Linked DNA regions of Zea mays: region 1 is linked to region 2. The links are chromatin contacts, called in public Hi-C maps. All regions are on one chromosome and are shown on one strand. Each heading gives the region's core, a stretch centred on a gene start, on an enhancer-like site or on the middle of the called end of the contact. The rest is flanking DNA. Distances are from core to core; before and after follow the strand shown. Region 1 holds the start of LOC542332 (permease 1). Region 2 holds the start of LOC100193820 (disheveled-associated activator of morphogenesis 2).

Region 1 (2,700 bases), core at 29-2,528, 220 kb after region 2:
GCCTTTGTCCCAAGTTGAAATCGCTTAGTGTTTTGGCTACACTGTTTATGGATCTAGTGACACTGTTTTTTTACGAGGATCTATCTACCTCACAACTGGGTGTTTTGAACGGTTCAACATTTAAATTTTTCATAGGATGGAGATTGAATAGTCGTTATCATTTTCTTATACCTTAGGGTTCTTGTTGCCTCTCATCTTTTCTACCTCTCGTCACTCATGGCATTTCCATGAAACACCTCCGTCTTGCCCACCTGCCTCGTCTCCTATGGTTCCCCACCACCACCGTGCTAACTCAACTTCGCTAGGGCATCACTGTGACTCCCCATTTCCCTGTCCAACTGTCTTCCTCCATTGCCCCCATCAAGGACATCGCCGCCTCCTCACCCCTATTGCGCCCACACCATGCTGCACCATCGTCGGTATGAACTTCTTTCCTAGATTTTTCTTCTAGACCCTTCAGAATTGGAGAAGGAAGGTCACTTGACCTCAAACCCTAACCAAGCTAATCACATGGCAAGGGCTTGAATCGAGACACCCATAAAATCGAGTGTTGCATTGCCCCAGAAAAATGTGTCATTTAGTATTTCTCTTTTACAACTCTTATATAACACAACAACATCAAACAATAAATAAAATTTGTAGGGATTACATTGTTGATTGCTTAACCTCCCGATCCGTTAGATCATGATCCAACCATAGTTACAATCATGGTTTGTTGAGGGGTTTATAAAACTACACGAGCAAAGGGTTTAATTGTTAAAATATAATATATGATTGGATCATAATCTAACGGAACATGAGACTCGTTTGCACTAAGAGATGCTCCGAGTCGGAGAGGTGATCCATTGCCCGTTAGACAACAGGTGTGGGCCAGGCGGGCAGATTGGACTATGTACGCCAAATGCCAGTTTAAGTCCGCTAAGTATTTTATTTTTTTAGTTAATTACTACTTCCGTTCTTGAATATTTGTCATCGGCTAATTTATTTTTGAACTAAAACCTGACAAATAAAAAAGGAGTACACAAGATGATAAAAGATGAAAGAAGAACAGGTGATCTGAAAAAACAAACTGGTCCCTGATGATTAGGACGTGGTGCGGTGAAACCTGAAAGGATACTACTGATGCTGCACTGCACACAGCACAGCTGCACCCGAAACGCACGCACGCACGCACGCGACAGGCGACAGCGCCAGCAGAGGCCCGGGCTTACATAAAGGGCAGCCACTCCGGCGATTCTTCCCCCGACCGCTTCTTCGCAAACCTCCCCCTCTCCCATCGACTTCCTCCGTCGTCCGTCGCACTGCCACGGATCACCCTCTTCCTTCGTCTTCCTCCACAAAACCTACAGCGCTGGTGCGCCGAGGAGCTAGCTAGCTAGCCCGGCCGGCCGGCCGGCGCCATGCCTCCCGTGAAGGCCGAGGACCTGGTTGTGCACGCCGTCAAGGAGCAGTTCGCCGGCCTCGACTACTGCATCACCAGCCCCCCGCCATGGAGTACGTTATTACAGCTCTGCCTGCCACCATTTGGTTCTGTTCGGTTTGCTTAGATTGCCACCCGCCTACACGCACTGACTGATGACTGACGCCGGTCGATGGTCTCCGTGGGCGCTGAACCGCTTGTCGTTCCGTGCTCTGCTGCAGTCACGACGGTGCTCGTTGGCTTCCAGCACTACCTGGTCATGCTCGGCACCACCGTCCTCATCGCCACCATCATCGTCCCGCTCATGGGCGGCGGCCATGTGAGACTGACCTTCCTTCTTCTTTCATTCCCCTTTATTTCGTCGTTTGCCTGGACCTGGACGGACGGGCACTGATAGATGAGCGCACGGACACATGCAGGCCGAGAAGGCGATCGTGATCCAGACCATCCTGTTCCTCTCCGGGATCAACACGCTGCTGCAGGTCCACTTCGGCACGCGGCTCCCCGCCGTGATGAGCGGCTCCTACACCTACATCTACCCGGCCGTGGCCATCATCCTGAGCCCGCGATACGCGCTCCTCATCGACCCTCTCGAGGTGCGTAGCGCAACTGCACGCTCACGTCTCCGAGGATCGCTTCGGTGCTTCCTCTCTTCTTCTCTCTTCGGTCGCCGCAGCTGATCCACCGTTGGCTGGTGTCGTCTGTCCAGAGATTCGTGTTCACGATGAGGTCGCTCCAGGGCGCGCTCATCATCGCCGGCGTCTTCCAGGCCGTCGTCGGCTTCTTCGGCATATGGAGAGTCTTTATTAGGTTGGTGGTCATTTTGCTTCTGTAGTCACGCTGTCAATCAAACCAAACGTCGTCTCTGTTCCTGCTCCTGTACTAACGCTGTCGCTGTCGCTGCGCCGTGGCGACCCGTGCATTTCAGGTTCCTGAGCCCCCTCGCGGCGGTCCCCTTCGTCACGCTCACGGGCCTGGGACTCTTCTTCTTCGCGTTCCCCGGGGTGAGCTCGCGGCACAGCGCCACGGCAGAGCAGACTCGCCTTCTTTGGACGCCGCAGCTTGCTTGCTAATCACTCTAGTTTCTTGCAACCTCAGGTCACCAAGTGCATCGAAGTGGGTCTCCCCGCCCTTGTCCTCCTGGTGATCTTCGCAGAGGTAACAGCAACCCGTTCCCGGTAGAAGATGACTCCACCGTACGGCTGCATGCAGCAGCAACTGACACCCGCTTCCGCCTTTGCAGTACGCCTCCCACGTGTTCGCTAAGGGGAGCTTCGTGT
Region 2 (2,787 bases), core at 55-2,554:
TGATGCTACCAGCCCAGCCTCTTGTTCAGTAAATAGCGCAATACCACAAACAATAATCTCAAATCATTAGACCTCTTTCACCAGCACCGTAATCAGTAACTACACTGATCCTCAATACCTTACTCTCCCAGCGCAAAGTTAACATGTAATAAAATTGAAAGGTAAACTATATTTAGGACCCTCTAATGAACCTTCCTCGCGATGAAGTCATGCATATGAATATTTTACAGTCGCGTGGCGTCCCTTTAATTGCCATGTCAATTTTATTCACAATAAGAAATTCTCAGCATGTTCTCCCTTAGCAACCACGCTACATCCAGTCTACAGAAATGTCAAAACCAATCACCATCAACATCAAACAACGAGAAAGCCTCTAGAAAGAGCACAAGCCCCGTACGAAACTCCTACGATAACTTCACTGGAATCCACGGGTTTGACCCCCACCCCACCCAAAAAAAAAAAAAACGCAGACAGAAATCAAACTCACTGGATACTTGTCTACACAATTTGCCATCCTGGACTAGGTTTACTGATAATATCCGATAAGCACAGACAAGGAACTGGTTCAACACAGTCAGGTTGCTGAAGAACTTGGGGTAGGTACCTGGAACCATTTGGCGGCGACGGCAAGCGCGGAGGTGAGGCGGCACCTCCTGGAGTCCTCGCAGGCGTGGAGCGACTGGAAGTCCGCAGCAGGGAGCTTGCGCGTGATCCACCCGATGTCGAGGTAGACGTAGCGCGGAGGCGGGGGTAGGTCGACCTTGATGCGGATGACGTTGAACCAGATGAGGAAGCGGCGGACCTGGATGCCCTGGAGGTCGGAGAGGGAGCCGTAGCGGAGCACCCCCGTGATGTGGGGCTCGAAGTAGGTGAGATACTCGAAGTGTACGTAGCAGGGCCCCGCGAGGTCGACGGTGAGGCTGCCGTTGCTGGCGAGCGAGAAGGCGGTGACGGTCGAGGGGAAGATGCCCGGGGGCAGGCCGTACTTCGGGAGGAGCTCGGCGAGGGTCGGCGGAGGCGGTGGAGGAGGAGGAGGAGGAGGAGGAGGAGGAGGAGGAGGAGGAGAGGCGGGAGGGGTCGCGGGCTCCGCTGACGCCGTGGTGACGCCGGTGGCGAGGAGGAGAGGCAGGAGGAAGAGGAGAGCGAGACGCCGCATTGGGAAGAGACGGGAAGACAGCACGTTTTTTTTTCTCCGCTTCGGTGGGGCGTCATAACGTGTATAAGTATGGGTAGGCGGGGAGCCTGGGTAGGTGCCGGCAAATGGGCTTGCTGTGCGGGCCTGGGTTCCAATTCCACCTCCACGAGGTTTCAGAGTCAGGTCATGATCATTTTGTTTGCTTCACTATCAACGGGACCCCGCCGTGCTGTTATCAAGTTGGGCAACAACTAATATACAATGGACAACAACTAATACTAATATGTAAACAGTTATTAGATGCAAACGTACAAATTAACTTTTTAGTCCATTAGATCTGTATCCAACGGTAAATACAATTGTGTTTTGTTAAAGTTTCTTTTTATAAAGTTAAGTGGTGGAAGGGTTTAAATGCTAAATTTGATATACCGCTGGATCTCAAATCAAAATGTCTGATTGCATGCTTGCACCTAGTACATGCTTCCATATTAGTCGTTGCATATGCAATCAGGCATTATGTGCAAGTGTGTAAGTGAGGTTCCTGATTATTAGATTATGATCCAACCATGTATCACATTTAACACTTAAACCCTTCCACCGTCACCTCGTGTAGATTTATAGAAAACTCAATAACAAACCATGATTATGTTATAGTTGGATCATGATCTAACAGATCAGAAACCTCGCTTGCATACTTGTACATAAGACCTGATTGTATATTAGTTGTTGCCACCAAGATGAACCAAACAAAATATGTAATCAACAATTTCCTTCCCATCCCTGTTAGATGTTACATACGTACAAACGTAGGTGAGAGAGCTCGTGTCCATTGGATCTGAATCGTATGATTGATATTAAAAATGATGACATGGACACACGTGATGCGAGTATTGTGTCCGCCTTCGGCTTTATTATATAGGAATACTACCTCCGTTTTTTTAATTATTTGACTTCGCACAGTTCAAATTATACCAATAAACGACATATAAAAACAAACGGAGGGAGTACAACCAAATAACACCAGAGACCGATATACCTCTGCTTCCGTGGGACTACAATATAAGTTTAAAATAAAAGTTAGATTATATAATTTGAGTAAATTATAATCCAAGTAAACAGTTCCAAGGCCCTAGTGGTAATGGGTCTAAAGTCTAATTAGCCAATAAACTTTAGTCATTCCAAGCTTTAACATGGAGGAAAATGTTATCTAAAACTTCAGTCCACATCAGAAATAAAAATAATTCATTAGATCACGTAAATAATTGAAGACAATGTAAAATTTAGTATCTAACTTTAACTCGAGCTTGGGATAACTTTAACTCGAGCTTGGGATATATATATATATATATATATATATATATATATATATATATATATATATATATATATATATATATATATATATATATATATATATATATATATATATATATATATATATATATATATATATATATATATATATATATATAGGACCTAAGTCCTGTTAGTGATGTGCCTTTACCTAAGGTCTTCATTCAAACGAATGAATCTTTTTTTCCTTGAATATGTCGGAGAGCTGCATATCATTGAATTAAGGTAGAAGAAAAAGAAGGGTTCTTATAAAAGAAAAAAATACACCCCACTCTGAACCAAGAGTGAGGGATTGAACC

The links. Hi-C and Micro-C count contacts between places; a contact is called where the count stands out from the background.
Region 1: a contact with region 2 is called in a Hi-C map of leaf, with 7 times the contacts expected there. The contact joins the promoter of LOC542332 here to the promoter of LOC100193820 in region 2. A contact is called at or near these places in 2 of 25 Hi-C or Micro-C datasets (leaf and tassel).

Annotation. Positions count from the first base shown.
Region 1 is chr1:269,696,055-269,698,754 of Zm-B73-REFERENCE-NAM-5.0, forward strand. It overlaps LOC542332 (permease 1), which reads left to right and starts at 1,279. Exons shown (of 14, transcript NM_001111914.2): 1 at 1,279-1,494; 2 at 1,642-1,739; 3 at 1,840-2,016; 4 at 2,130-2,230; 5 at 2,349-2,424; 6 at 2,519-2,578; 7 at 2,664-2,700. The coding sequence starts at 1,401.
Region 2 is chr1:269,478,627-269,481,413 of Zm-B73-REFERENCE-NAM-5.0, forward strand. It overlaps LOC100193820 (disheveled-associated activator of morphogenesis 2), which reads right to left and starts at 1,305. Exons shown (of 3, transcript XM_008667002.2): 1 at 605-1,305. The coding sequence starts at 1,156.